Regions from separate parts of the Zea mays genome. Here region 2 is linked to region 1. Evidence: chromatin contacts called from public Hi-C data. All regions are on one chromosome and are shown on one strand. Each heading gives the region's core, a stretch centred on a gene start, on an enhancer-like site or on the middle of the called end of the contact. The rest is flanking DNA. Distances are from core to core; before and after follow the strand shown.

Region 1 (7,332 bases), core at 2,011-4,510:
CCCACAATCATAGTTACACGGACCAATTCAACACATAGACATAGTTCATCAATCATCACTTTAACTCATAGGCAATAGACAACACATATACATATAATATATTCACCAATTAATGCATAAATGATATGCATATAGTTTCATTTTGCTGAAATGTGATAACTCATTTAGCTCGCGAGCTGGTTCGTTAACAAACCGAGTTGGCTTGTTAACGAACCGAGCTGGGATGTCAGCTTAGCTCGTAAAAAAATTCAAACGAACCGATCCGAGCCGAGCCAAGCTAACCACGAACCGAGCGAGCCGACGAGCCACGAGCATTTCGTCCACGCCTAATCCAGACAGAGTTGATCACTGCTTCTACACATGTGGTCATTTTTATCTAAATAATTATTGATAAATGTTTTATTTTGTCGTTCCTTGATATGTGTTATTAAATTACTAATAAGTTGGTGGTATAAACTTATTTTTGATCATAAAAGGTGTCTTTTATTTGGTTATTTCAGTGGATCGATGTTCCTAATGAATTGGACAAAAGGTCTTTTCGACCATTGGTGGGGAGACGGATAGCCACATAATCACTTCCAGTGATGGATCCCCCAACCCTTTCACTAATAACTAGGAGTTTGATTGAGTTTGAGGGTGGTAACAAGAATAAAGTAAATGTATCTTTGTTTTTCTTGAACCTTATATTTATCTATCCGGAATTAATAATTTGTCATTGTTTATAGCATGGATTTAAGAAGTGTTATTTTAGTGAGTGGGTATATGAACCAAACTCTCATTGATCAGAGCCAAAGAAAAAGGAAAAAGAGAAGAAGCATATCTGTATGTGTATGTGTGTTTACGAACTATCTGCATGCAAGCGAAATTAACACGCGCAGACCAGCCAGTCCCAGCCTCGCTTGAGCTGATCGACGCAAACCTGATGGTCGATTCCGCCCCCTGATGGTCGGGAACAGGGGGCGGCGTGCGGCGGATGGTCGAGAACGTGCGTGCTGATCAGGGTATGGGGATTAGCGTGCCGTGGATTGACTGGGTTAGTCAAAATAATTGACCTTTGATCCCAGATGATAAATAGCTCTGCCAAAACAATCTTCTCGGAGACGATGGTGATGCGCCGAACACACTCCGCTTGCAGACTTGGGCTGAAAGAGGCCCGTCCGATACACAAGCGGGACATGACTATTAAGGCCTATTGGGTTTGATCTTCCATATTTTTCGTTGCCTGATAAGACTGAGCGGATTTAAATCCTATATATGTCAAAGTTCTTCATATTTTTTCCAATCCTATTTAATCCATGTGAAATACAAATAACCGAACAAGCTTAAGGGTATGTACAAAATAGAGCCATTTGCTCGGTTTTCTAAGTAGAAGAGAAATGTATTATACAACCCTGGGCCACTAGAACATTAATACAGTTAAGATACAATATGTATAGAAAGTCGTGAAGACACGGACTTTCTGTTAACACTAGTCTTATGAGCTAGCCAAATCTTATTGTTTTATAACATTTTTAATAGAAGTGAGAAAAAGACAACTTTGGATCAAGAGGTACCTCATACATATATTTCAAGATCAGGGGTTTCGTTGTTTCATTGCCTGATAACTTGTTATATTTTATCTAACTTTTTCTATCTAATATTAGTTCTTTAATTTGACCGGCTAATCATAGCCAAATTATGCCGTAATTAGTTGAGAACCAAACAGAAAGAACCAAACACACATGTGTCAGATGTAAATATTCATGTTACGAGCTTATATGCTAGTAAATGTTAGAGAGGTTTTCCTGGTGCTAGCTTAATCCATTACGATACTCATCTTCATCTTCTATTTTAAATTTCACCTCGTAAACGGTGCAAAACAGTATTTTATAGGGCTATATGTACCACCTGCTGGCCATAGCTAAGTAGAGCTCGCATCCCCGCCCGAAGATCATCAGCGAAGAGGACAAAAGTCGCCGCATTGAGTCGTTGTCTCACGTTGTACAAGTGTCGAACTCTCTGGTTGGAACTTGTGACTTGTGACTTGTGAGACACTGTGTTGTCAGCTAAAAGCTTCACTTTAGGAGCCTAGCATGGAAAGAGGAGCAAGACTTGGAACCAGTAGCATGTAGGGACAAAATATCGGTAGCAAAAAACATGACTTCGTTTTTACGTTGGACTTTGTAGGGCCAAATATTGAAGTTGTTTTCATCAGTAGGGAGAGCTAAGATGTGAAATGAACCGCTTCGTTTCTGGGTGTGAGGATCGACTCGGATGAACAAAATGTCCTCCCCAGCCTGCAGGGCCCCCAAACCTCCCCCAAATTGTTCAGCACCTTCGTTCTCCTTTGATGTTGACAACTCTGGAAAGGCCGTAACGCCGTCGTTTTCCGCAAAGAGCTCCCCTCGCGAAACAACTCGCTTTGCCAATCGGATGCCAATATATGGAAGTGCAGACTCTGTCGTGAGGACCTTCCAATTGTGGCGAACTGGTGTAGGATCCTAGACATGGCATAGGCCACCAATGAAATCACCTCTCTCCTCTACCCCGTCTCATGTACTTCCTCTGATCTCCTGTATCCTCAAGGCATGTTTTGGTATAATGGCAATATAACTAACCAGGTGGGGGCCCTCCTCCTCCGTTGATAGTCAAAAAAAAGTAGAGAAAGATGGTGAAAAGAACTGCTTCGTTTCCTTTCCCCTAAACATTTTACTTCCACCTCTTTATCAAACAAACAGGTACATCTTATTCAAGGAGGATGAAAGGGAAAGTAACGAAAAAGGCCAAAAATCTGAACTGAAACCACTTCAAGATGGACACGGGTAAAATTCTGAAATTTCTTGCATGCATGCAGCATGCTTGTAGCCACGCGCAGATGCATACAGGAGGTCAAGAATAAGCTCCTGAACTTCCACCGACTTTGGGGTGAACCTTCTTCTTCAGCAGCCCGAAGAGACTGCCTCCTTCTCCCTTGTTGCTACCAGCTGCAGCCTCTTTGGCCACTTTCTTCTCGGATGATGCACTAGCGTCGGCCTTCTTGTCTCCTGGTGTCGCCGCCGCCGCCACCCCGCCGGCGGTGCTTGCTTCTGCCTTCCTCGTCTCCTCTTCGCAGGCGTTCTTCCGTACGTAGGCCTCCGCGAAATCTCCTGTTATTATGGACGCCATATCTCCTCTTTCTCACTCGATCTTGTCCCCTGTTTTTTTCCTTGTCCTTCTCTCTCGTAGTTGCGTTTGTGCAAGGATGGAGCGTCAAGGCGATGTATCTATAGAGTTCGACTATAGAGAGACATAGAGAGGAGGGCCCTAGTTATGTAGCACAGACTTGGCATGCAAGGAAGGTAAATTTGCGTGTAGTTGCGGGGAGTTTGACGGCTTGATTGACTTTTTGGTGTACCAGGATTATTGGTGAGACGCCAATATACTATTGTTCACTACGGCTTGATGCGAGTATTTTGTTTTTAAGCCGTAGCTGTGGCTGTGTAGGACAACCGAGCCTAAACGACCTATCACTACTAGTCTCACATCGATTAATGAGTGAGTAGCAGACAGTCTCACTGTTGGCCGGTACAGCCGATCAAGAGACCCATCGACAGATTTTTCAAACCGATCGATACATACAGTACAATATACAGGTGTTTGGTAGTGAAGTTTGTTTGACAGTTTTGGAAAAATGCTTCAGTATTTCCAAATACTGTAGTATTACATACAAAATGGTGTTTTACAAGCTAGCTAAAATCTATGTTTTCAAACTGAAGTATTGCAAAAACTGTAATGTTTTAAAGTATTCTAAATCTAGGTCTGGACCTCAGTTTCCAAAACTTTAATATTTTAAACTATAGTATTGTCTTGATTAAAGTATGTTATAGTATTTTAAATACTGTGGTTTTCAAAAACTTTGTTCTCAAATAAAGCCATTCATGTTTGTATCTGTATGTACCTTGAATGGGAGAAATTCCTACTCAATTCACAGCGATCACGTACTTCATGATTCAGTTTGGGAGTCATTTCTCGTGAGGTTTGGTTTCGATGGCCGGAACGGTCCACGATTTATTTGAGGGAAAATCCACCTAATAAAATATAACATAATAAAATATAACATGATAGTCCCAAAAATTTATACTATTATCGAAGTTTAGTTCTTATCACGGTCCATACATAATGAATAATTGTTTTAGAAGGATACAAATAGGAAGATTTATCCATAATTATTACATCATTATATTGGCGGAATTAAACATCACACACGTTTAGAACCATAGCAGAGTAGACGTAGTTTTTCAGCGGGTGAAGAACTGAAGACTATCTTCACAGGCAACTCGAGTCTAGAACAGACCCTCTAGCCATCTGTTGGCAGTGTAGTTTTGCTCTAGCTATCTGCACTCAAACACCTCTAAATTTCTACTAAAAAAGAAATATTATATCATTGTCAGCAAAATTCTTTACCTATATCACAATCCTCCGCAGTCATATTTACTCTATATCTAAACTCTAAATCAACTATTATATATTATATCACCTTTTAAATCTCTTTCGTACACATGTTGTCCGGATGTAGTGCATAGAGTGCTGCCGTACATACGCCGGATGTGCAGTTTGTGGGCTTATACACTCAACGCTTCAAGTTCATGGCTGCAGCTGACTTTTACGCTATCTTAGATCCAGTAGTATTACAAGTACTCCACCACGGACAACTTCATACTTCTCACATGTTAAACAACTCTCAGTATGACTCGGACTGGCCACAATTTTCCACCATATGCTTTGCTTTACAATGTGGTAAGTGGTATGCATTATGCAAGATAAGAGGAAATAATCCCTTATCTCATAATGAATGTAAATATCCACAAGCTATCATCTCGTCTATTTGTCCATCTCGTCCCATATTGAACATAACACACCACACTCTCACGGTTGGTGACCGTGCTCTCTAGTCAACAAGGGATGATTCCCTCTCCTCCTTGCCTTAGCGTTTTCGGAAAGGATCCTTAGAGGGTGTTTGGTTTTAGAAACTAATTTTGTCCCTTTTTCATCTATTTTAGTTTCTAAATTGTCAAATACGGAAACTAAAACTATTTAGTAATTTAGGTACTAGAATGGAATAAAATAAAAAGACTAAAAATTAGTCCCTAGAAATCAAACACCCCGTATCCAATCCAAGCTAAAGTGAGAAGCATAAGAATGTCCATGATCGTGTATACAACTATACATATAGATCATCAACTCTTAGAGCATATACACATGTGCCCACAAGATCACCATCATCGATTCTAGACCCCATCTAGGATGGGATGTCATCTAACTGGTACGATACCACCCTATAACTCGCACTGAGGTTGAGTCATCCTAGAGTATCACCAACAAGCAGCTGTGGACGCATTTTGTATGACACCGGCATACTATTCACGCTTCCAGTAGAATGTGGATGTGGTCGTGCAAAATGTGCGTTCAGCCACTCGATCGTGCAAAATCATGTGTTTGTTCTCTCTCCTCTGCGAGAGACATTCCGTATGCCCATGTGCGAACTGCAAGAGGGGGTCACTTTTTCTACTGCACAAATTCGCATCGCAAAGGATGCGGATTGACATGCGGCAGCCACGGGAGTTGGCTCCGTTTGTTTTCATTCTAAATTATATAAACTAGATTATGATAAAAAGATAGAAGTTAACATATCAGTTTGAGATAAAAAAATCTAGATTATGATAAAAGGATAGAAGTGTAACAAATCATTTTGAGATAAAAAAAAACTGAAATAAGCTATTCAATGCTAGCTTATTTTAGCTTATTTATGGTTTCAAAGTGATATTTTACTCTTCTAGTTCTACTCTTCCACCGTAATCCAATTTATATAATTTAGGAGATAAACAAACATGCCCTTAGCCTTAGTCTTAGGGAAGAATTATATTTTGAGGCTCAAGAAAATAAACCAAAAACTTTACCAGTGTCAAATAATGAATTGTCTCTTGTATATTCCATTCCATATAATTCCTGGCTTCGCCGCACATCACACACGGATCAGCAGGGGACTAATGAACCGTGCTTGGAATTCCGATCCTGCTCAGTAACCGGCCGGGACACCGCCTTTTCTGGGGTCGCTAACGGCGGTGAGGTCGCCTTGGCGCCCGACGTTGTGCACCACAAGCTGGCTTATGGTCCCTCCAGCTATCGGCGTCAGGACGTGGCCTCTCCTGTGCAGGTCGGCCCTCGTGGCGGCGTCGAGCTCGAAGTGGTCGCCGGTCACCGTCGTCCAGTTCTCGTACCTGACCTCGTTTGGGATCAGCTGCGGACATGGCAACCAAAACCATGCTCAGGAGAAAGACCATCGATCTAGCCCGTCCGTGACATGTCTCCCAGTCTCAGGGTGACACCTAAGATGGATGGATCGGAGTTTTTATGCAGATACCAAACCTGGTGATACACCCTTGGCGCCATGACCGAAGCCAACGGGTCCATGTTCTTGACGAAATGGTTGATGAACACCTCGATCGTTCCGGCGGGGATCATGCCGCCACCACTGGCACCGACTGCAGCCACCAGCTTCCCGTCCTATGCGAACGCAGCAGATGCATGACAAAACAATCAAGCTCTCATCAGAAACATGGTCTAAAGCTCGTTTCAGCTTCCATTACGCGCTATATGTGCAGTTACCTTGACAACCACGGTCGGAGCCATGGAAGAGAGAGGCCGTTTCAAGGGGCTGACGAAGTTGGCAGGTGCCGGCGGTGGAGAATTCTCGGACGCGTTCGCTGGCATGGAGAAGTCATCCATCTCGTTGTTGAGCAGGACGCCCGTGCGCGGGGAAAGGATCAGTGACCCGAAGTACGCGTTCACGGTGCTCGTCATCGACACCGCGTTTCGCTCGCTGTCGACGATGGACAGGTGGCTGGTCCCATGGTCCTCAAGGATGTTCCACCTGAAACACAGGTTGGTTGGTCAGGATCGGCGCCCCCTGTTTGCGAGATGGGAGTGGGTGGGACGTGGAACTGAATCTGGACTGGTGAGGCAATGAACATAGATCATCCATAGCATCCAGAAAGGACTAACTGAACAACAATGCGTCATCTTTTTACGACGAGTCCGTGTCTTTACCTTCCTCCGTAATGTTTAGGCGCAAATGTCATGTTGTCATAAATGGTTTTCTTCAGCTCGGCAGCAAACTTGGGGGACATCATATCAGACACAACCTCGCTATTGTTCACAAAGTCAGGGTCGCCGAGGTTCATCTTTACGGCCATGTAATGTTTCAAGGATTCGATCAGGCGATGGATCCCAAGAGATCCAGCGAAACCAGCAGGAACACCATACTGTTCAAGGATGTTCAGGACCTATCCACAAGTGAACAACAAGTGAGCCAAA
Region 2 (7,332 bases), core at 1,664-4,163, 640 kb before region 1:
GGTTTGGCAAAATTAGGGTAAAAATATAGGGAAAATAGAAATATAATTTGTTTAGGAAATAAGATCGGTTTGATAAGAAAAGAGACGTCCAAAACTATAAGACTGGCCGCAGCGCCGCACGCTATGGCGCGCGCTCGCTTGCATGCCGGCTACAGCGCACGCGCTATCGCCCGCAGCGCAGCACACTACCGCGCACTCCACCGCGCGGGACTCTTCTCTCTCCCCTCAGCTGCAGCGCGCGCGCGCTCTCCCCCTACAACTGTTCCTGTGGGCCCGCCTTCAATTAATAGTAGAAGAAAAATTGATAGTAGATGAAAAGTAGGTATAGAAAATGATATTTTATATTGTAGTGGGATATAGGGGGAGTATTTAGGGGAAACCACTGCGGGAGATGAAAAAGTAGGGGATACACTATTGATGATGTGACCCAGAAAAGTGATATAGGGGGAAAAATTTAGAGGGAACCGCTGCGGATAGCCTAAGGCTGTGCGCAACGCTGCCCCCTGGCAATCCCCCTCCCCTTGCATGCCGGCTGTAGGGGGCACCCTACGGCCGCAGCGGTGCCCCCTACAGCACCCCCTACGTGTCGGTACCCTTCTCTCTCCCTCTAGATCTAGCGTATCACTGTTCATCACCCTAAACACTGTGCTGTGGGTCCACGAGTAATTATTAGTAGATAAAAAATTGATAGTTGATATAGAAATGATATTTTATAGTTGTAGTGGGGTATAGGGGAGTATTTAGGGGGAACCGCTGCGGGCGATGAAAAAATAGGGGGGAAAATAGGGGGAAAAAGTGATATAGGGGAAAAAATTTAGGGGTAACGGTTGCGGATAGCCTAAGACTAACTGCAACGGCAGCCCCTACGCAGCCCCCTCCCCTTGCATGCGGCCTGTAGGGGGCACTCTACGGCCGCAGCGGTGCCCCCTACAGCGCCCTCTACACGCCGGCCCCCTTCTCTCTCCCCCCAGATCTCGCGTGTCACTGTTCATCACCCTAAACACTGTGTTGTGGGTCCACGAGTAATTGTTAGTAGATAAAAAATTGATAGTTGATATAGAAAATGATATTTTATAATTGTAGTGGGATATAGGGGAGTATTTAGGGGGGACCGCTGCGGGGATGAAAAAATAGGGGGAAAAATAGGGGGGAAGTGATATAGGGGGAAAAATTTAGGGGTAACGGTTGCGGATAGCCTAAGGACTCTTCCTTTAGTTTGCTTGGAATACAAGTCCTCTATGGACTATAAATACAAGTGCCCCCTTCTCTCTTGTGTGCCGCCGCTAGCCCTAACCACCAACCACTCTAGCCCCAACCGGCCACCCCCCCAAGCAGGACCATGACACTTGGTATCCGGAGACCTGATCGGATCCATAGGCAACACCAACACCACCATGGTGCTGCAGCAGCTGCTTCGCGTTCATCAATAACCTCACAAGCGCTTCACTGAGATAAAGGAATACCTTATCAAGATCAACACACGCTTGACCACCATAGAATAAACACACGCCAAGGATGACACCAAGTCATCAACGTGTCATAGCAACAACAGAGTTGTCGCTGTGGTATTCGTGTCGATCAAAGTTTCTCAAGTTTGACTGGACTTGTAGAAACTATTAGCAACATATGTATCTCCAAATAAGTTTATTAGGAAAACAGATACAAAGATCTATCTCATAATAGTAATTATGTACTATAAATATTAATATTTTGTTGTATATATTTGGTCAAAGATAAAAATGGTTGACTCGTAGAGAATGACAAATATTTTGGAACGGAGGAGTATGTGTGGATGTGTGCTATGTAAGCTCAAAATATTGACCAGGTAAGTAAGCTTAATTAACCACATAAGTGAAATTTATGGTTGCCTCACAATTTTGTAGCATCTTTGGTTCTATTGTGAACCTTGAAAGGAATCCAGCACTCTCAATTTAACCAGAGTAGGATCAAGCGATTTCTCAACCTAAAGCGTTCTATCATACTGGAACAATTTCTCAGTAGCCCATGTCATGCTGAAATTATTCGGGAAAAAGGGGAAAATCAATTCATAGAAAATTCTTAACAGTTTTTCATCAGCCAATACCAATCTGAGAGGTAAAATCCAAACTATGCAGTTTTCAGCATCCATCGAGCAGTCCGCAGAGTAGCAGATTTCAGTGCCCACTTGTAATAAGCATTTAAAGGCATGAGATCAATCTCACCAGTTTAAATTTGTGCAACTTCTCTAAGAATCACTGTACCAAACTCAGAAGTGGTGAAATTTCCAGTAAAATTAGTGCCCTCTTGCCCTATAAGTTCAGGACACACCATATGAATTTCACCGACCACGAGAGACAACAGTACCACTCCAGCTGTCGAAGGGGGAAGAAACTAAGAAAGAGACCGGGATCAAAAGGCGGTTTCTTACGCGAGGATCCACTTCCCGTTAAGGAGCGTAAGCGCCTCCGTAGGAGCCGGCGTGGGGTTGCGCGTCTCGAGCTGCGTGATGAGCTCCAGCACTTTGGCTCGTGACTCGCTGGACGCCCGCAGGCCCCGCTCCGTGCCGTACAGCGCGTCCTTTAGCTGCGCCTTGAGCTCCGCGACCTCTCTCGCCTCCGGCGCCTCCGCCACCGCGGCCCCCGTGACAGCGGAACCGCCCTCGGGCTCCGGCCCCCACTCGTCCTCGGGGCCATCGCCCGGCGCCGGCGCTGCCGCCGCCCTCGCAAGGACGAGTCGACGCGCAGAACGCAGGCATGGGAAGCGCGGTGGGTTCGGGAACGCGAAGGCGCCGGTGCTGCGGCGGTTAGACGAGGACGAGAGCGACGGTGATGGCGATCGGAGGACGAGAGCGTTGAGGAACGCGGAGGACGCCATGGTTTACACGCTTTCTCCCTCCTTGCGTAGCTTTGTCCGGCTTCCTACTGCGCTTCTGCGATGGTGAGGCGTGGACGCGTGGTAGCCTGGTACTTCGTCCCTCCACAAAGATATATACAATTCTTATTTTCAGGAAATGAAAATATTTGAAATTATATTAAAAATTATTGTGCAAAATATATTATTTACTATAAATTTAATTAAATTTGAACTAGTGATACGAATGGTTGTATTTTCTCTTTTTGACGGAGGAAAAAGATGATACCTATTTATCGGTTTGAATGGCCGTATAGGACATAGAATTGAATTAAGTTTAATATCAAATCAGTCGTATTGAAGCAAAATATTTTTTATTTTTTTATTATTTTAAATATTATCGAATTAGAGTTTAGAAGTCTAATTCCATGTAATTCATAGGGGTGACACTCTGTAGGAGAGTGAGTTTTTAGTTATAGTCTAATTTCAAGGATTGAGTTTTGTGCTCCAATATCTATAGCAAAATGGATATATAGAGCGTGTTTGGCATGACTCTAGTACAAAACTCTAAGGTAGAGCTAACTAGAGCCTGCCAAACACAGTAACTTCAGAGTTGTAAACTCCATAGAGTTTTTAGAACTACAGTACAATTTATTTGTTGCTGCTACGTAGTCTCTAATATAGCAATCTAAACATGGAGTTTAGAGTTATTTATTTGTCATTGTCACTGGTTACACAACCTAAAATTTGAAGTAGAGCTACTCTGTAATGGAGCAGAGTTATACCAAACACGTTCATAATGTATTTGTTGTAGAGTTCTGTTGGGGACTTGTTCTCAAATGCTATGAATTAAGAACAAGGCAACATAAAGTGTTAAATGTTAACGTCCTTCGTCCATGAAACATTATTCCCTTGAGGATAATGGGCCTTGGACGAAGGCTGATGAGAGTATAATTACGAAGTTAAACCTTCGTAATAAAATTTCAATAGATATTGTAAGACAACATAAAATAAAAGGTATAAGATGGGTGAATAAATCATAGACGAATTATATTATATCTACTTAATATATTGAATCATTAAATACAATAATACCTATGCCTTGGCAAAGGTTGGATTCTGAGAGATGCGATTGCAATTACCAGAATGCGTGAACAGTAAAGGAATACTGTTCACTATTTATAGGCACAGGACGCAGCCTGTGAGGAATTACAAGTATGCCCCTTATAAAAGCTTACAACATTGACTCAGACCTTTATGGACTAAAAGGTCATTCTATCTTTAAGTCGGTTTGTAATACCGAAGCTTCACGAAGAGGAACCTTCGGCCATCTTATACAAACAGCTTCAGCCGAAGACCGCTTCTTCCTGTAAGACCTTCGGCGACGAAGCATAGGCCCAACAAGTTCTACACTACTATTCTTCGTGGACTCATGAGCGTGCGGAGAGGAGGTATAGAAGTGGAAGATGATTCTATAGGGGCATAGCCACTGATTTGACTTGTTTGCTTTGGCTTTTTTTTCTGATCAACTTTTCTAAAAATCTGACTGGAGATAATCTGATTGTGATAAAAATCTGAGTATTGCAGGAATTATATGTGAAGGAAGACGAGGTGGTCCATAGAATTCAAAATCACAAACCCAAGAGACCTTAAAGGGATTATTGAGACGGACTCAAAATGAGTTCGGCTTAAGGATCAAAATGATTAGAAGCGACAATGGGACGGAGTTCAAGAACTCACAAACAGAAGGCTTCCTTGAGTAGGAGGGCATCAAGCATGAGTTCTCTTCTCCCTACACACCACAACAAAATGGTGTAGTGGAGAGGAAGAATAGAACTCTACTTGACATGGTGAGGACCATGCTTGATGAGTACAAGACTTCGGACCGGTTTTGGGCAGAAGCAATCAACACCGCTTGCTACGCCATCAATCGTCTCTACCTTCACCGAATCCTCAACAAGACATCATATGAACTCCTCACCGGTAAAAAGCCCAATGTTTCATATTTTAGAGTCTTTGGTAGCAAATGCTTTATTCTTGTTAAAAGAGGTAGAAAATCTAAATTTGCTCCTAAGGCTGTAGAAGGCTTTTTACTTGGTTATGATTCAAACACAAGGGCATATAGAGTCTTTAACAAGTCCACTGGACTAGTTGAAGTTTCTTGTGACATTGTGTTTGATGAGACTAACGGCTCTCAAGTAGAGCAAGTTGATCTTGATGAGCTAGATGATGAAGAGGCTCCATGCGTCGCGCTAAGGAACATGTCCATTGGGGATGTGTGTCCTAAAGAATCCGAAGAGCCTCCACAAGCACAAGATCAACCATCATCTTCAAATCAAGCATCTCCACCAACCCAAGATGAGGATCAAGCTCAAGATGATGAAAATGAGGATCAAGAAGATGAGCCACCTCAAGAGGAGGGCAATGATCAAGGGGAAGATGCCCATGATCAAGACAAGGAAGATGATGAGGGTCCAAGACCGCCTCACCCAAGAGTCCACCAAGCAATACAACGAGATCACCCCGTGAACACCATCCTCGGCGATATTCAAAAGGGGGTAACCACTCGATCTCGCGTTGCTCATTTTTGTGAACATTACTCCTTTGTGTCTTCTATTGAGCCATACAGGGTAGAAGATGCATTAAGGGATTCAGATTGGGTGTTGGAGATGCAAGAGGAGCTCAACAACTTCACGAGGAATGAGGTATGGCATCTTGTTCCACGTCCTAACCAAAATGTTGTAGGAACCAAGTGGGTTTTCCGCAACAAGCAAGATGAGCATGGTGTGGTGACAAGGAACAAAGCTCGACTTGTCGCCAAGGGATATTCACAAGTCGAAGGTTTGGATTTCGGTGAAACCTATGCACCCGTAGCTAGGCTTGAGTCAATTCTCATATTACTTGCCTATGCTACTTATCGTGGCTTTAAGATTTACCAAATAGACCTCCTCCTTGATTGGTCCATTGAGGAAGACATTTTTCACGTCCATTTGGTAAATCTTAAAGCCATGGTAAGTAGCATAGGCAAGTAATATGCGAATTGATTCAAGCCTAGCTACGGGTGCATAGGTTTCACCGAAATCCAAACCTTCGACTTGTGAATATCCCTTGGCCACAAGTCGGGCTTTGTTCCTTGTCACCACACCATGCTCATCTTGCTTGTTGCGGAAAACCCACTTGGTTCCTACGACATTTTGGTTAGGACGTGGAACAAGATGCCATACCTCATTCCTCGTGAAGTTGTTGAGCTCCTCTTGCATCGCCAACACCCAATCTGAATCCCTTAATGCATCTTCTACCCTGTATGGCTCAATAGAAGACATAAAGGAGTAATGTTCACAAAAATGAGCAACACGAGATTGAGTGGTTACCCCCTTTTGAATATCGCCGAGGATGGTGTTCACGGGGTGATCTCGTTGTATTGCTTGGTGGACTCTTGGGTGAGGCGGTCTTGGACCCTCATCATCTTCCTTGTCTTGATCATGGGCATCTTCCCCTTGATCATTGCCCTCCTCTTGAGGTGGCTCATCTTCTTGATCCTCATTTTCATCATCTTGAGCTTGATCCTCATCTTGGGTTGGTGGAGATGCTTGATTTAAAGATGATGGTTGATCTTGTGCTTGTGGAGGCTCTTCGGATTCCTTAGGACACACATCCCCAATGGACATGTTCCTTAGCGCGACGCATGGAGCCTCTTCATCATCTAGCTCATCAAGATCAACTTGCTCTACTTGAGAGCCGTTAGTCTCATCAAACACAATGTCACAAGAAACTTCAACTAGTCCAGTGGACTTGTTAAAGACTCTATATGCCCTTGTGTTTGAATCATAACCAAGTAAAAAGCCTTCTACAGCCTTAGGAGCAAATTTAGATTTTCTACCTCTTTTAACAAGAATAAAGCATTTGCTACCAAAGACTCTAAAATATGAAACATTGGGCTTTTTACCGGTGAGGAGTTCATATGATGTCTTGTTGAGGATTCAGTGAAGGTAGAGACGATTGATGGCGTAGCAAGCGGTGTTGATTGCTTCCGCCCAAAACCGGTCCGAAGTCTTGTACTCATCAAGCATGGTCCTCGCCATGTCAAGTAGAGTTCTATTCTTCCTCTCCACTACACCATTTTGTTGTGGTGTGTAGGGAGAAGAGAACTCATGCTTGATGCCCTCCTACTCAAGGAAGCCTTCTGTTTGTGAGTTCTTGCACTCCGTCCCATTGTCGCTTCTAATCATTTTGATCCTTAAGCCGAACTCATTTGAGCCTGTCTCAATAATCCCTTTAAGGTCTCTTGGGTTTGTGATTTTTCCTGCAAAAAGAACACCCAAGTGAAGCGAGAATAATCATCCACAATAACAGTACTTACTCCCGTCGATGCTTATGTAAGCGATCGGGCCGAATAGGTCCATGTGGAGTAGTTCGAGCGGCCTGTCAGTAGTCATGATGTTCTTGTGTGGATGATGAACACCAACTTGCTTCCCTGCTTGACATGCGCTACAAACCCTGTCT

The links. A called contact is a pair of places that touch in the nucleus more often than the background predicts.
Region 2: a Hi-C map of leaf shows a contact between it and region 1, with 5 times the contacts expected there. The contact joins the promoter of LOC100284078 here to the promoter of LOC100274938 in region 1. A contact is called at or near these places in 2 of 25 Hi-C or Micro-C datasets (bundle sheath and leaf).

What each region holds. Positions count from the first base shown.
Region 1 is chr2:44,598,088-44,605,419 of Zm-B73-REFERENCE-NAM-5.0, reverse strand. It overlaps LOC100274938, which reads right to left and starts at 3,260. Exons shown (of 1, transcript NM_001149181.2): 1 at 2,652-3,260. The coding sequence starts at 3,144. The coding sequence ends at 2,869. It overlaps LOC100281180 (gamma-glutamyltranspeptidase 1), which reads right to left. Exons shown (of 7, transcript NM_001154099.2): 4 at 7,066-7,301; 5 at 6,625-6,889; 6 at 6,385-6,522; 7 at 5,926-6,256. The coding sequence ends at 6,035.
Region 2 is chr2:45,235,660-45,242,991 of Zm-B73-REFERENCE-NAM-5.0, reverse strand. It overlaps LOC100284078, which reads right to left and starts at 2,913. Exons shown (of 3, transcript NM_001156976.2): 1 at 2,408-2,913. The coding sequence starts at 2,853.